Linked DNA regions of Muntiacus reevesi: region 1 is linked to region 2. The links are chromatin contacts, called in public Hi-C maps. All regions are on one chromosome and are shown on one strand. Each heading gives the region's core, a stretch centred on a gene start, on an enhancer-like site or on the middle of the called end of the contact. The rest is flanking DNA. Distances are from core to core; before and after follow the strand shown.

Region 1 (2,700 bases), core at 181-2,680, 200 kb after region 2:
ACCACTGCACCACCTGGAAAGCTCATGAATTGAAGACCCACAAAACCAGGGAGGACAATTCAGCTGATAAGGATACAGATGAAAGTGCCTGAATTTGAAAGAAGAGTTAAAAGAAAATGCACCTGAAGAAACAATAAAAGTGTTATATATATATATAACCACTACCTAACATTAGCTGTCTGCTCTTTAAAGCAGACACTATGCTAAATAACAAAGATTATTTAATCTTCATGATAACTCTGCTTTACCTTACCCTTTGTGGTTCCGATACAGGAACTAGTAGCGTACTTGGTAGATCTGCTTTTGTGGCAAGATATTCAAGTCGAACTTAGACGAGAACTAAAATTCGTAGAGGGAATAACTTACTTACATGCGACAGGAGAATATAAAGAAAGGAGGCACTGTGATTTGTGAGAATCCTAAAATTGCAATGTCATTGAAATCTGGGGAAGAAAAGAGTTTCAAGGAGAGAGGCATGCTTAACGTGTGGAAGGCTGCAGAAGGCGGACAGTGAGGACTGAAAGTGGAAGCTGATTATGAAAACCCACAAGGCTTAGATAAGCTTTCAGAGAGACGTTTCAGTAGAATGGTGGTCTCCAGACTATGGCATTAAGGAAGCGAAAACAAGGCGTAAAGAAAGAAACTCAGGAGCTAAAGACAGCGACCACACCTTCAAGTAGTTCAGAAGCAAGAGGGTGCCACTAAAATAGAAAGACCAAACATTTCTGACTGCAAAGGAGTAGCCTCCAGAAGAGCAGAGATTGGAATGAAAGCGACTTGAACTTTACGCAGTCAGGCTGAGAGGGATTTCCAAGAGGCTATTAGGCTGGTTCTAGGGGCTGGTCCTACCGAGACGAGGAGGGTGTAGGGGTCAGCCGAGAGGAAAAAGCAGTCTGGTGAGTCCCGGCAGCAGTGACGAATGGGGCTCGTCCCAGACGTGCGACGCTTCTCGCCAAGCAGGTAGCGTGGACACCAGCACCGAGGGGCCTCCAGGGGACCTCTAGGAACCTGTTTCCACGCCGGCTCTACCTCCCAGCTCCCAAGCCGTCTGACCTCCGCCAAGGCGGCCCTCAGAGGCCCGGAGCACCCGCACCTCCTGGAGACGAGCAGAGAGGCAGGCCCCGCAGGCACTCACCCCACGGCCACGCGGCGCCAACGCCGAGCCGGCCGCACGATGAGCGCGTCCCAGGCGGCTGCCAACCGGCCCTCAGGGGAGCCGGCTCCTGGGGGTGCAGGCGCCGGCCCCAGCTGCAGCGAACTCCACAGCGAGCGCAGGGCCGACCCCGGCAGCTGCGGCTCCAGCAGGAAGACGCAGCCCACCGCGAGCGCCAGGAAGCCAGCGTACGCGGAGCCGCGCCACAGCGCCATGGAGACAGAGGCGTGGAAGCAACGGAGAACACCTCCTTGCCCGGCCCTCGCCTCTTCCGGGCTCAGCACGCGCCGACGTAGACTCGCGCGCCACGTCACGCCTGCGCGCCGTGGTCCCTCGGATGGGCGGGGCGCGGAGGGGCGGTAGACGTAAGAGAGGGGCGGAGACTCCTCTTCCTTGGTCGGAATCGGCTCTTGGGGGCGCGCGCGGTTTTGAGGCTCTGAGGGAGGCTGGACAAAGGCCATGATGCCTGTCCAGGCTCTGTACCCTTTCCCAGAACTCCATCCGTACCCAAAAATAGAGAGGCAAGGATCCGTTTGTTTTCCTAGTAGGATGAACCAGACCGATTTTGAAGAAGCGGGTAAGACCGCATGTCAGTCTTTGAGCCGGTCGGTGTTCCAATTTGAGCTGAACCAGCAGTTCCTCAGAGGGGCACAAATCGCACTCCCCCTGTTTTAATCCGTCCCTCTGCCACTCTGTCCATCCTCCATTGTTTACTAAGCTGTCTTTCAGACCCGGGGCTTGGCGCTCCCCAGAGGAATACGATAGCAGCAGCGCTGCCTGTGAGCCCTTGGGGACACGAGTGGCAGGGGGGATTCTGTCCCTTTGGAGGATAACTGAGACCTGCAGCTGTTTGGGGGCGTTTGCCCTGACTGAGGGGAGTCCGCAGGGATTGTCCTCGCTGGATGATCAGCTTCGAACCTTAAAATAACCCTTTGGGGGCGCTGTTCCTTTTAACAACCTCAGAACATGCACAAATGCACACAGTCTTGTGTACAACACAAGGGGTTTTGGACCTGCGTTAAGAAACCCTGGTTTCTCCTCGTCTCCCTTGGTAACATGACTTAAACCCAGCAGACCCTGTCTTCACTATGACTCTTCTGTGTGTGAACCTCCGTTGAGAGTGAAGCTAGGCTTGCTGCCAGCTCATTCTCAGCAGTCGTCTTGCCAGGCCTGGTCTTGTTCCTGGATGGTTTCCATTTTTCCAGTTCTGCTGGCTCCTGACCTTGGCTCTGTGTCCGATTTTCCACTCTGCTCCTGACCTTTGGACTTGGCAGTGGTTCTTTATTTCTCTAGCTTTGATCTCGGGCATTTGGCTTCATTTCCCCCAGCATTTCCCTATCCTGGTCATCTGCCCTCCCTGTCTCACCCCACCCAGCCCACCTGACCATAACATTCCTTTCAAAGGAGATGTTCACACAGGCAGAGATCTAGGATATTACAGAAAAGAAAGGAGCCAGTGATATCTGTGTGAAGCTGTCTTCACTAGAGTTGCCCATCCCTTCTCTCACCTCAGGGAGACATGTCAGTTAGTTCCCAGAGAAACTGCT
Region 2 (2,700 bases), core at 192-2,691:
AAATATTAAGTTTTAATTTGCAAATCCTTGGATTATTTTAGGAAATCTTATTATTTAAAAACTTTACAAAATGGACAAATTAATAAGGCTTATTTCCATTATAAATGTATTTTTCACTTTTCAAAATCGGATTCCAAAGGGAAACTGTATGTTGAAAGGTAAGATTTATCAGTAAATTAGGGATTGAGACTTTAAAAACTTTTCAATCTGGCCAATCCAAGTTATCCCAAGAGGAAGTTTTCTCGTGCCTCTTCTTCCTTCAGAGTATTTCTCTGGCTTTTCTGTCCTATTTACAAAGATTTATGTCTACTAGAATGGTGTAAAATACTCTTCCTCTCCTGTTCACAACTTGCTTGATATTTTGTCACTTACCCTCCTTGCATTTTAAGCTCCCTGAACTAAACTATTTTACCCCTACTGTGCTTTCGCTTTTGTTATTTTCTCAGGCTAGATCATCTTCCCTATCTTCTCTGTTAAACTCCTGGCCATCTATTAACACTCAGCTCACACATTTCCAGATAGGAGACAGGCATTATCTCTCTGCTTTATTTGGTCCCTGTATATATTTCTATTATTGTCTGCATTGTATTATCTTACAGCCCATTTGATATATAATGCAGCATATAATACATATTATGAATTTTAAATTATTTTTATGATTGCTATTTAAGGTCACCTAGGTGCTAAAACATAGGACAAGTGTTCCGTGGCCTTCCTCAAGCCTCTTTCACTTTCAGTCTCAGGTATGAAGTGGGTACTGTGACTCCATGAAGATAAGAAATATGTATGTAAAGATCTTACACAGTATTCAATTAAGGGAAGCCATGACTTTAACACTTTAGTGCCTTGAATAAAGTGCTTGATAACCTGAGTTCAGGAAACGCTTCTTTTAAATGACGTCACTGTAGGCGACTTAAAAATCACAGCACGTCCGGAGTACACAATCTAATTACTTAAAACGGGGTTCACAACAGAGGTTCTGCATAAAACAGAATCCACTGAGTAGCCCAGGCTAGAGAAACAGTAGCTCAACAGCCGAGGTATTCCTGAATCACTCCCGGGCCGGCGGGAAGGGTCTTTCTGGCCCTGGCAGAAGGCCGCCTTCCCCAAAGGATTGCGCGGGGGGCTGGATCTTCATGGCCTGAGGGAAAAATCCACCACCTGGGCGGACCAGGCCCCCTCTCGCTCTCGGCGACCAATGCCCACAAGCTCCTCCAGTACTCTGTTCGCTGCTGAGGCTCCAAACAGCGACCGCAGCCGGAACCTAGCCTGCGACTCCCGCGGCGCCGCGCTCCCAGGGCACACCGAGGCCGTGGGGTCTCCCCGCACTCCACGCAGGGGCGGCGGGGCGGGGCGCGATGACGTCAAGAGCAGTGACGCGCCGACGCAGCGCGACGCGGTGACGCACGCCCCTTTGTTGGCTCAGTAGCGGTAGCAGCGGCCGTGGAGGTGGCGCTGGGGACTGTTTTCTCTCGGAGGCCTGAGAGGAGCCGCGTCTGACTGAGGCGGGCGGCAAGCGGCCCCCTCGCTCCCTCCCTCCCTCCTCCGCGCCCTCCCCGCCGCCGCTAGCCGCCAACCGCCAACCGCCGCGCCCGGGGAGGAGCCGCGGCCCGCGGGGCCGGAGCCAGGCCTGCGTCCGGACATCAGCCGGAGCCGGAGCGAGAGCCGGGGCCTCGGCGTCCCCGCCCTCTCCCCGCCTTAGGGCCAGCGTCCGCCGGGCCTCTGCGCGTCGCGCCATGGACTCGGACGAGGGCTACAACTACGAGTTCGACGAGGACGAAGAGTGCAGCGAGGAGGACAGCGGCGCCGAGGAGGAGGAGGACGAGGACGACGATGAGCCGGACGATGATAACCTGGATCTGGGCGAGGTGGAGCTGGTGGAGCCGGGACTGGGCGTCGGCGGGGAGCGGGACGGACTGCTGTGCGGGGAGACGGGCGGCGGCGGCGGCAGCGCTCTGGGGCCCGGAGGTGGCGGCGGCGGCGGTGGCGGCGGCGGCGGGCCGGGGCATGAGCAGGAGGAGGATTACCGCTACGAGGTGCTCACGGCCGAGCAGATTCTGCAACACATGGTGGAATGTATCCGGGAGGTCAACGAGGTCATCCAGGTGAGTGTGGCCCCCGCGCCAGCTTGACCGAGCCGGGCCCGGGAGCGGATTCGGGCGGTCTGCGCGGCCCCGAGGGGCAGGCCAGGGCCTGGTGCGCAGCCTAGCCTGGTGCCTCCCGGCCCTGTCTTCTCTTCTGCCGGGGATAGAGCAGACATTCGCCGGGTGTGGGGAGGTGCGCTAGGGGCGGTGCTTTCCAGGTCCTGCTATGGCGGAGGCCTCCAGCCGCCTCAGACTTCTCTTGCGGGCAATTGCTGCGGGTCCCTGGGCACGGTGTCCTTCCTCTGGCCTCAGGAGAGCTTGTAGGGGCGGGGCGGGATGGGAGGTGAAAATCTGGGCTCCTAAGACGGCTTCCCCGGCTTTCAGTCTCACTTGAGCACTTTTGGAAGGGGTTAGAGTAGGCCTAAGGGCTTGCTTGGTGTACGGTTGCCCCAAGTGGGCACCGGTTAATAAAGAAATGGATCTGCTTGGCAGTCTTAAGTGCCTACTTAAAAGTGGGGGAAGGGAACTATTTCTTGGAAGAGGTGCTGATGGATCTTCTTTTCTAGTGGTGAGGCTTCTGCTTGTATCTTTCTAAATGTTTGCTGTTCGTTTGGGT

The links. A called contact is a pair of places that touch in the nucleus more often than the background predicts.
Region 1: a contact with region 2 is called in a Hi-C map of blood, with 2.6 times the contacts expected there. The contact joins the promoter of ADPGK here to the promoter of ARIH1 in region 2. A contact is called at or near these places in 2 of 3 Hi-C or Micro-C datasets (blood and muscle).

Annotation. Positions count from the first base shown.
Region 1 is chr7:19,130,909-19,133,608 of mMunRee1.1, forward strand. It overlaps ADPGK (ADP dependent glucokinase), which reads right to left and starts at 1,431. Exons shown (of 7, transcript XM_065941676.1): 1 at 1,136-1,431. The coding sequence starts at 1,368. LOC136171533 (a long non-coding RNA gene) reads left to right here and starts at 1,604. Exons shown (of 3, transcript XR_010663887.1): 1 at 1,604-1,730.
Region 2 is chr7:18,930,138-18,932,837 of mMunRee1.1, forward strand. ARIH1 (ariadne RBR E3 ubiquitin protein ligase 1) reads left to right here and starts at 1,442. Exons shown (of 16, transcript XM_065941573.1): 1 at 1,442-2,105. The coding sequence starts at 1,737.